Linked DNA regions of Gossypium hirsutum: all the other regions are linked to region 3. Evidence: chromatin contacts called from public Hi-C data. All regions are on one chromosome and are shown on one strand. The core of a region is the stretch at or near the end of the contact, and the rest is flanking DNA. Distances in the headings are between cores, read along the strand shown.

Region 1 (3,261 bases), core at 311-2,810, 270 kb after region 3:
ATTACTCAAGCATCCTCTAATATACTGCACAGCACTCAATAATGTGTTCGCATTCACCAATTTAAACAAATATACTGAAAATCTTCCATTTCAAATACTGTGGTTACCTACTCGGTGGGAAAGAATAACTTTTTTTTTCTTGTAACAGTGAAAGTGCAAAGAAAGAATCTAAGTCGGCCTAAGAAATACAAAAATCTTTCAATTCTTGCACAATTTTTTTTCTAAAAAAAAAGTAACAGAATAAACTTAGACATAAGCATAAATAACATCGGAATTAGCTCAGTCATCACTACCAAATAAATTAAAAGGTGATTAAAATAGGAGATAATTCACTTTAAGGAAATCAAAGACAAAGGGCCCAACTGTATTTCCTTTTTATTTTTATTGCAAAACAGTGAAGAAGATATTACAAAAATAAGGAAAAAAATTATGGGGCAGAGGAAATAAAGCTGAGTAATGCATTAATTTTCCCAAATTTAGATTATTTATGAAAATTTAGATTATACTTCTTAACGAAAGTTTCCTGAACCCGATTCTTACTATTCATTTGGGAAAAAGGAAAACTATTTTGAAATTAATTTATTGGTAATTAAATGGTAATCGATAATACTCAATGAACTCCCTTTCATGTTCTTAAAATTTTTTTTTTTTTAAAAACAATTTATGTCTTCTTAGGTAAACCTAAATTCTATTCTTACTATTTATTCATAATTTCCATTAGCAGCTAAAAAGCGCAGAACAAAACTGAAAAAAGCACCATAGCCAACAATAGCAAATAAAAATTCAGCTTGAAATTCTAGAAATAAAAAAAAATCGTTTTTACCCGGAAATTAGCCTTGCAATCATCAATAAGAGCTCTAAGCTTTTCGACGACAACTTTCACCATCTCGGTCCGGTTCAAAATCAACGAAACCAGCAAAAACCGGGCATAAAATCTCAACTCCTTAAACCGAACTCGAAGATCCTTCACTCCACACCCTTCGAAATACCTTCTCTTCAAAATCGCTTCATAGAAAATGTAGGCTTCGACCAGAAACCTAGCCTCGCTCGTCCTCATGTACTGGCCGAAATACAGCTGGCCGATCCGACCGGCGATTTCGCCAATCTCCCACCGGTTCAAACCGGCTTTGACAAGCTCGGCTCGGTGTTCTTGCTGGTACTTCCATAACCGCATATAGGCTTTGAAGACTTTCTGGAAATAGTGTTGGCCTTGTGCTCGTCCGTACGACGGTAAGTCCCGGACTCGTGCGAATTTACGGTCCGCGCTCTCGACGAGAGCTCGGAAGGTTTTGGGAACGACGTCTTCCTCCGCCATGTACGAAACAAAAATCTAATACTGATTTCAATAAAAAAAAACAGTCAAGAGACTCAGCGGCTCGTTAGGGGGATCTGAAGACGGTTACGGTGGACATCGGAAAATGTTTGAGAGAAGTCTAGAGAGATAAAGAGAGATACTGTGTAGACTTTGTTGAGATCAGCTGTAGTTTTTATGGGTGTCAGCGTAATTTTCCCTTTCTCTTTTCTTTTCTTTTCTTTTTTTTTCTTTTTTTCCTATAACTGATTTTTGGATTTGTAAGGTTTTATAAATTCAGTAACTTACAGTGATAGCGATGGTAATTAACTCACTGATTTCAGTGATTTGGCGATGTGTCATCATTACTTTCCTGTGGCGACGAAGAAGGACAAGTATTTATTATTAGTATTTTGTATGAGTAAAATAGTCTAAAACAATACACCGTCCGATTATAATTGGGAGAAGAAATGAGAAATCAACGGCTCCTATTAATTATGCCATGAATATTCTTTAATATTATTAACTGGTACACCTACCATTTGTATAAAAACAATAATATTAAACTCATATTTTTTAAAATAATAAAGTAATAAAAATTAAAATAATTTTATTAATTAGAATTTGATTTGTATTGAACACTTAAAAATAAAATAAATTATTTATATAATTCCTCTTTGTTTTGAAAGTTTGGTGTTGTAATATTTTTTTTAATTGAGTTGGATTGTTTAATTAGAATAATTGAATTAAGAAAAAATTAAAATTAATTAACTTATGAATCAATATAAACCAATTAAATAGATAGATGATTGATTACATTACCTTTTATTTTTCAATATATTTAATTTTTAATGATTTTATTAATTAAATAGTATAAACTAATCTGGATGCATTGAAAAACATTAAATATATATAAATGAGAAATCCAATTAAATTATGTTTGACTTCCCAATGATTCGAAAATTTATATAAAAAGTGGAAATGAGTTAATAATCTCTTAATTATGATACAGTATTAAATAAATTAATAGTTCTTTTTTTCTTTTTTCTCTTTTTTTTTTTGTTAAATCCGCATCATGGGAATTGTTCTTTCGTTGGTTTTCTTACCAGTTTGGTTATAAGATACAGCGTACGATTACATTAAAAATATGATTCCAACATTATACGAAAATATTTATGTACATATACATGAATATACGAATTTTGAGCACATGAATGCCTGTCTGGCAATTCTAGATGGAAACAAGGACGGCATATTTTGGCAGAAAATAACAGTTAATTTCTTTTACATATTAAAATTCTGAGCATATAGTACTCTCTTTATACATGTGCAAATTTATATCAAAATTTAAACCCACAAGTTTCAAACTAGAATTCTTAACTCCAAACATCAATTAAATAAGCCCTGTTTTCATGTGAGTGAAAATATATAAAGTTTGACAAAGGATATGTTTTGGATTTTCTGTTTTCGAGGTCTCTAATCTTCGGTTAATGGTAAATATTCCATTTTTTTTATACTTATAAATTAAATTATATATATCTGAATTCATGTAGCAACAATGGATCAATTGGTTGGCGTAAGCCATAGTGGTAACTTATAAAGCTGTTATTAACAACTTAGGAAGCACATTAGAAAACTTGATCAAATTTATTTGAGATGTTCATAAATTACATCAGATCTCAATTTATAATTTTTATTTTAATATTTAATTACTTTAAAAATAAAAAAATATTTTATGTTAATATTTATATATTTGTAAATAAATTTGGTTTTGATGGGTGATGATTGATACTAAAATTCTAATTAGGAGTGTAAATAAAATATTAGTACTCACAAATTACTCGAGTTTAATTCAAAAAATATTGAACTCGGTTTTGTCATTATTGAGCCAAGCTTGAGCTCAAGTAGCTTAAGTTATCGATCGAGCCAAATTCGAACTTAGTAATACTTGACTCAAAAAGCTCAAGTTT
Region 2 (3,644 bases), core at 1,022-3,521, 440 kb before region 3:
CTCAGAGCTTCAAGATGACCTGTCGAAATTGATGGACATCATGCAACATATGTAGTGGCAGCAACAAGCTTACTGGAGATATTAAAAAAAATAGGATGACTCAATGAGAAGTGTTCTTACGAAAATATACAATGACCCATTTATTTTTGTGACTGAATTTCCAAATTTCATATTTGAACCATGGAGTCCACTATCGAAGAGGGAACGAAGTGATTCATGCAAAAACAAAGACAACGGAGCAAAAGATAAGTCGAATTCGAAGGGATCTGCAAATAAATAAAAAAGGTGGATCTTGACTTTATTTTATTTCCGTTCTTAGGTTATTTAATAGGATTAGGTTTTATTAGTAATTTTTATTTTCACATAATAAAACAAGAGGTTAAAATCATAAATAAAAATGAACAAGTTGCGAAGTACAAAGTACAAAGTGTGGCAATAGATATATACATGTCTACGATTGGATCTAGAGAGAGCTTGGTACTTAAGCAGACAAATTGACTCACCTCCTCTTTTCTAGAATCCTATTTGGTGTATAGTATCTATTCACTTTTAACAATGAAGACATTGTTCATCTTAAGCAGGGGGATCAAAAAATTGAAATTATTTCCACTCAGAATAAATTTTTCTTTCAGTTATGATTAGGTTATATTTTGTTCAAAAATTTGAAATTTTGTTAAATATGCTAAACTTCAATATAAATAAAGTTTGATTATTTCAATAATTGTTATGTTAACTGAAATATGACATGAATGTATTTTTAATAAAGCATGCAAATCATACCATAAAATTTTTAGTTCCTTAGGAAAGTTAAGCATGCATGAAAGTTTAAGTCTCTAAAATTGACTTAGTAGTTTCTTGAGGCGAAATCCTAGGAAGCATGGAATGTTGAAAATGATTTAGGCAACTTTTGTTTGGACCATTTGAGCCTTTCAAGCCTACCTTGATGAATTTTTATCCTTTGAAACCCAACTTTGAGACTATATAGCCTAATTTTATTTGAACCTTTGCAATATTTAGCCATCACTTTTCTCTCAATTATCTTTAAATTGTCCCAAACACTAGACTCGGTGCTATTCATAATATTCTTTGAAACAAGTTTGGGGGAGTTGAAAAGAAGAATCAAATGCTCAAAAAATTGTAATACATACAGCAAAATACTCGTGAAATTAAAAAAAAAAGAAAAAAAAGAGAGCATATGTACTCGAAAGAAATAGATGTATAAAAGAGCATGTGAAAGCGAAATAAGTTGGTGTGTTGAAGGTAATTATTTCAAAGGTCCGATTCAAGCTGAGTCTAGAGTTTTTAGCCTAAATTTATCTATCTTTTACCTACCCCTAGCTTAGCCATGTTACAACCTATTTAAAAGAACTATTGATTCAAGTTTCTATGCTACCTACATTAGTGGAGAGAAATTGTTATGTTCAATATATGAAGGCATAAATTAAACTTAATGATTGCAGCACGAAAATATACACATTTTTCAAAGGTGTTTTCTGATAAATTCTTTTCAAATTTGTGCATTACTCAGGATGAGCAATGAATTAAGTTTGGGGGTGTGGAAACACAAAAATATACACATTTTTTCATGCCCTTTTTAACTCAAATTCATGCAATTTCGATAAAATTCTTGTAGAAAAATATATAATTATTATAAAATAATTAAATTACACTCAAAATATGAACATGTTGAATTTTAATTAATTTTATATCAAATTTTGATTAATTTTAATTCTTTTCGACAGATTCGGGCAAAGGGCGAAAAATGGCTCAACGGACATTGTTAGAAGCGCAAAACTGAGAAGCAATTTTGAAGCATCAAGGTTACTTAATTTTTCAACCTAAGACGGTCCAAATTATGTGTATTAATTCATAATATAATTAATTTTCATTTTAATCCAATTTAATTTGGATTAAATAAATTATTATTAATTAATTATGAAAAGGGACCCAGTTGATTTGAATGGAGAAAATCGATCTAACCGAACATTGGGAAGCCCAAAACCGTCCACATGCTGACCCAATCAGCTTGCTTGGCTGATTATTTGGCTTGCAAAATGGCCCTTAAAAACTCCTCTAAATTGCATTCAAACCCCTCCACTATTTATGCCTTTCTAGATTTGCCTCTACCTTAAAATAACATATTTGAAATCTTCAAACATGCCACGTGTGGCCGGCCATGGGGGGAGTCTTTGGCTGCTTATTTTGGCTATTTTTAGCAGCCTTTTCAACCTATAAATACCCCCTTGGCTGCTCACTTCAAACACATCTCAACCCTTCTCATCTCTTCACTTCTCTCTCATTTTTCTCTCTTATTCCCTTCCATTGTTCTTCATTTTCTTCCCCTGTTTCCTTTCTGATTTCACCTCTTGAAAAAGAGTCAATCAACCACCATTTCAAGCAGTATTCAAGTGTTTGTAGAAGCCCCGGTTCGGCAAGAACAAGCAGAGAAGGAGGAGTAGAGCAAACTAGTCAAGCTAATGAGAAAATACCAGATTTGATTCTTGTTCCCTGTCCTTTTAATTTTTTTGTTGTTATGATAAACATGTCTATGAATATTTGTCATGTTGAATAGTTTATTTATTTGATATGGCTTGAATTTAATTTGTGTTAGGTTGATTGCATTTCATCTACTTGAGTTATTAAAATTGTGTTTGTGTGGTTATGGGCCTTGGTAAGATGTTTGATTAAGTAAAACCATGACCAAGTTATTCTTTCATTACAATTGTAAGGTAACCAATGAATTAGTTATTTAAACTGATTGAAATTGTAATTAATTGACGCAATACTTAATTAGTGCATGATTAATCATCTAAGGTAACTAACGACGATGAAAACAAATTTTTAATAGATAATTTTTTTATTAATATAGACATAAATCTAATGATTTTTAAATCATTTGATTTTATAATTAGACAATTATTTTTTTGAAAATGTGTTGTAAATTTTATTTAAAATATTGTGAAGTAATTTTTTAAAAAAATTATAAACCTAATATAATATTATCTAAAAATTACGTATATGAAATATTAAGTGAAAAATGTATTTCAATAAGTGAAAAACATTTTAAATTTTTTTTTCACACGTTTATAGCACCATATGTTTTGAAATGTTTATATAAACAATCAAATAGGTTTATCACACAAGTATGCAAATTAATATATTATATAAAAAAGTATAACTATAATTTAATAAATTCATTATATTTTACTCATGTATTTAAAAATTAATTAAAAGTAAGCTTAACATTTACTTGTTTTTAAAAAATTATTTACCTTTATCTCTCAGTTAAATTTATATGAAAATGTAATAAAACTTTAATTTCAAATATGAAATAATTTTTGTCAATTTTTTATATATGACTATTGAACTCCTAGATTGCTTTTATGAAAAAGATATTTATTTTTCGATTTCTTTAAATCTATAATTTACTTATTAATTTTATATTTTAACATATATGTATAAGTTTAATATTTATTAATTTTAATACTATTTTAAAAATATTTTAATAACATATGCGATTTTAATATATTATTTGTCAATTACTTATAAAGGTTTAACTTATATTATTTGTAAATTCATTATATTTAAAAAGTATTAATTTAAATTAATTTAAAAAATTTAAATTATAAAATACAATAATGGTA
Region 3 (3,474 bases), core at 865-3,364:
CCTCCTCCCATGAATTCCTTTGGCAAGTTCTTTAAAAACCAGGGATGCTGCTTGATTTCTGGTATGGTTATTCTCTATCACAAAAAATAATAATAATAATAAATACGAAGTGAAGTTACATATCAACAAAGCTGTAAACATGACAAAACTTATATAATTACCTTTTCAGGGTCTGCTACGAAAATCCTGGATAGGAGATGTCTGCAATCCTTTGAAAGTCGAACATAATCAGGAATAGAATAGTGGACACTCAGAATCCGCTGTCAGAAGTCCATCCACATTAGTTTTTTAAATCTAAACATAATGAACTATCATGGTCATGGCTGCTAGTAGCAACTGACCTGAATTGTTTTTCTAAAGTTTCTTGGATCTTGAGGGTCTTCAAAAGGATAAGCGCCAACCAGCATGACATACAAAGTAACCCCACATGACCAAACATCTGCAATCTACAATTTTTTTTTTCTCCCATAGATAAAGCAGTGATCATCAATATTTGGAGCTGAAAACTAAGGTCTTAATAGGAGTTTTACCTTCCCATCATATTCTTTTTTGGACAAGACCTCTGGTGCAATATAGGCTGGGGTTCCTACAGTTGATTTGGGCTGGGAATGTAACACACTCGACTGAAACATGTAGTACAAAGTTAATAATTGACTTTATAGTATGTAGATCATAAACAGAAAGGTTCATTGCCTTAGAGTAGCCGAAGTCACATATTTTTAGTCTGGGTGTACTGCTTCCATCTAATAGAGTGTTTTCCAGCTTAAGATCTCTATGACAAATTTTCTGTGAAAATGGGGATAAAAATCTCAACTTAGCTAGATAGCCAAAAAAAAAAAAAAGAGGGGGGGGGGAGATCCAATAGACTAAGTAAGGCCATATATACCATTGCATGGCAATAACTCACTCCTGATATCAGTTGTTGAAAGAAAAACCTTGCCTGATGCAGTAAAACAATAACAGTAAGGTAAAAAAATGAAATTCAATAAGCACAACTTTTAACGTTTGAAAAATTAGAAAAAGAAAAGATGTTTATAAGAATATACCTCATCTTCACCAAATCTACCAGCGTTGCATATTCTTTCAAAAAGTTCTCCACCAGCTGCATATTCCATGACTATGGCAAGATGAGTTGGTGTTAACAGGACCTGCAAAAAGTTGTGTTTGGGATTGGATCAAACATACCATGGACACCATTGATTTTAGCTGCCCTGTTGAAGATCACAAACTCCCATATCGTTTGTTTGAACCTTTTTAAGTTAATTTTCAATCAAAAACTGGTGCTACCTAATATGAAGCTAAAGCTAAACTGGAAGCTACATCTCTGACCATGTAGGTTGCTCTCAAGGCTAAGTTAGCTAAAACAGAACAAAAGATAAATCATTGTAAAGCCTGTTCTGTTCAAATCAACTCTGATTTTTAAAGAGAAGAAAAAAAAATGCAAAAACCTTCACTGCTCCATTTAAGGAGCTCTGAAACTTGTACAAGTAATGCTTGTCTTGACTTCAATACCTGAAACTTATGAGGAACTATAGATATTTACCTCTTTGAATTTTATTATATTTGGATGCTTCAAAGACCTATGGTTCATAATCTCCCTTTGCACATGCTCATCAATCTGCATAGACAAGAAATCTCTTGAAATCCATCCATAAGAAAATATTGACAACCCAAACAAGATGATGGGCATGAATCTTGGAGAGCCAATAGGAAAATGAAGCTAAAAACAAAATCTGATACCTTGGGGCCTCTTTCAATATACTTGACAGCATAAAGCTCACCAGTCCTTTTATCCCTAACCAGCTTAGCAACACCAAAGTTCCCTGATCCAATATCTTTCAGTATCTCATAACGCTCCATTTTCCAAATCCAAAAACTCCCAGCAAATATGTAAGGAAAGAAACAGCAGCACTTATATGAATCTTATATAGTTGCAGCAAATATATAAAACCTTTTGTGTAATTTTTTTTTTCTTATATTTGGTTTAGTGTTGGAGGAATCTCCATGATTTTCAAGGACTTTTTGATGTTTTAGTTGGATGGGTGAAAGCAAAGGGCAAAGGAACTAGGATGATAAGGAATCATATGAGGCTGTCCAAATGGTGTCAACGTCAAAGAGACAAGAAGAATGGACATTACACGTGGAGGATAATTAAAAGCTAGAAATTGAAGGAGAAGTGGAAAAGTTGCACACCGACGTTGCTTCGTTTTTGGGTTATCTCTCGTTTTGGTTAGCCCACTTAGTTGGCCCTCTTCCTGCTTTCGAAATGTCGCAAAATATCAATAAATAACAATCAAATACTGTGTATTAAAAGAATATTTTCTTAAAGTACTAAATAAACACTCATAACTGAAATATTTCAGTACATTGGATAAGATGATTGAAAGTAGAATTATTTATATTTATTTTAAAATTTGAGCAAATTATATAAATAGTGATTTAAATATTAACATATTTCTATTCTAGTTTCACAGGTTAAAAATTTTTATTTTAGTTATTAATGTTATTGAAATTTAAAATTTAGATTGTTTTTTTTCATTAAATCATTAATGAAATATTGATATGAATTTTTTTTATAATAATAAGTTTAGCTTTCAATGCTTATGGATTTGATCAATTTGGACATAATTCTAAAAATTTTAATAAATTTAGCCTTCAACTTTACATATTTCATCAATTAGTCTAAATTCTAAAAAATATTGTGCAAGCCAATAATGCATATGTTGAGTTTTTTTGCAACTTTTAGAACAACATGAAATCTTATTCATTTCATGTCCCTTGTTCTTCTCCCTGACAGTCATCTTTTTCGTTGTCCTAATTTGTCCGATTGACAGAACTAAGCTAATATTACCATTGTTGCCATCAAAACTCCCAATCATCAAAAAGCTCCACAACATCAGATGCCACCCTTATCGCTCGCTCTACATTTTAGCTCAACAATCCGACCCTCTCATGTCGCTCTGCATCACTACTGTCCCCGTACACTTCATCTTCTTTGTTGACGCTACCTCAAAGATCTAAGAGAACTCATGGTTGAACATTCATAAAACATTTGAGGGTTAAATTCAACAAAGGTGTAGTCCTAATTCAACTTTACATATTCATCGTCTTAATTTTTTTTATTTTCTCTCAAAAAATATATCCAATAAGATTTTTTTGATTGAGGATGATCTAGGATTTTTTTTGTTTTTCAAATGGATAAATTTGGATAAAATGTTTGGGTCTAGGCCTTACTCATAAGCTTTGGCCCCAGATTCTCCCCTTAGAGTAGAAGACCCAAATTATGAAGGCATTAATGTTACATATAGTTTTGTCATTTCTCAGGTTGATAAATCTACTACTTATGGAGGTCTCTCTAATTTTTATATGTTGAGGCAAGTTAATGAGAAGTGGTTTGTCCAGTACCAATGGTTGTGGCCATTATGGATAGCCTTGCGACAGGCAACATGACTTGCCATATTTGGTTGGTCAATA

The links. Hi-C and Micro-C count contacts between places; a contact is called where the count stands out from the background.
Region 1: a contact with region 3 is called in a Hi-C map of leaf, with 2.5 times the contacts expected there. The contact joins the promoter of LOC107897480 here to the promoter of LOC107952008 in region 3. A contact is called at or near these places in 7 of 34 Hi-C or Micro-C datasets (callus, hypocotyl and leaf).
Region 2: a contact with region 3 is called in a Hi-C map of leaf, with 2.2 times the contacts expected there. The contact joins the promoter of LOC121209955 here to the promoter of LOC107952008 in region 3. A contact is called at or near these places in 3 of 34 Hi-C or Micro-C datasets (all in leaf).

The regions. Positions count from the first base shown.
Region 1 is chrA11:49,801,239-49,804,499 of Gossypium_hirsutum_v2.1, forward strand. It overlaps LOC107897480 (protein SCAI), which reads right to left and starts at 1,561. Exons shown (of 10, transcript XM_016822964.2): 1 at 824-1,561. The coding sequence starts at 1,315.
Region 2 is chrA11:49,093,490-49,097,133 of Gossypium_hirsutum_v2.1, forward strand. It overlaps LOC121209955 (ras-related protein Rab11A), which reads left to right and starts at 2,272. Exons shown (of 2, transcript XM_041081996.1): 1 at 2,272-3,644.
Region 3 is chrA11:49,529,129-49,532,602 of Gossypium_hirsutum_v2.1, forward strand. It overlaps LOC107952008 (serine/threonine-protein kinase SAPK2), which reads right to left and starts at 2,115. Exons shown (of 9, transcript XM_016887235.2): 1 at 1,741-2,115; 2 at 1,544-1,618; 3 at 1,047-1,148; 4 at 908-940; 5 at 694-786; 6 at 531-623; 7 at 342-446; 8 at 162-260; 9 at 1-74. The coding sequence starts at 1,860.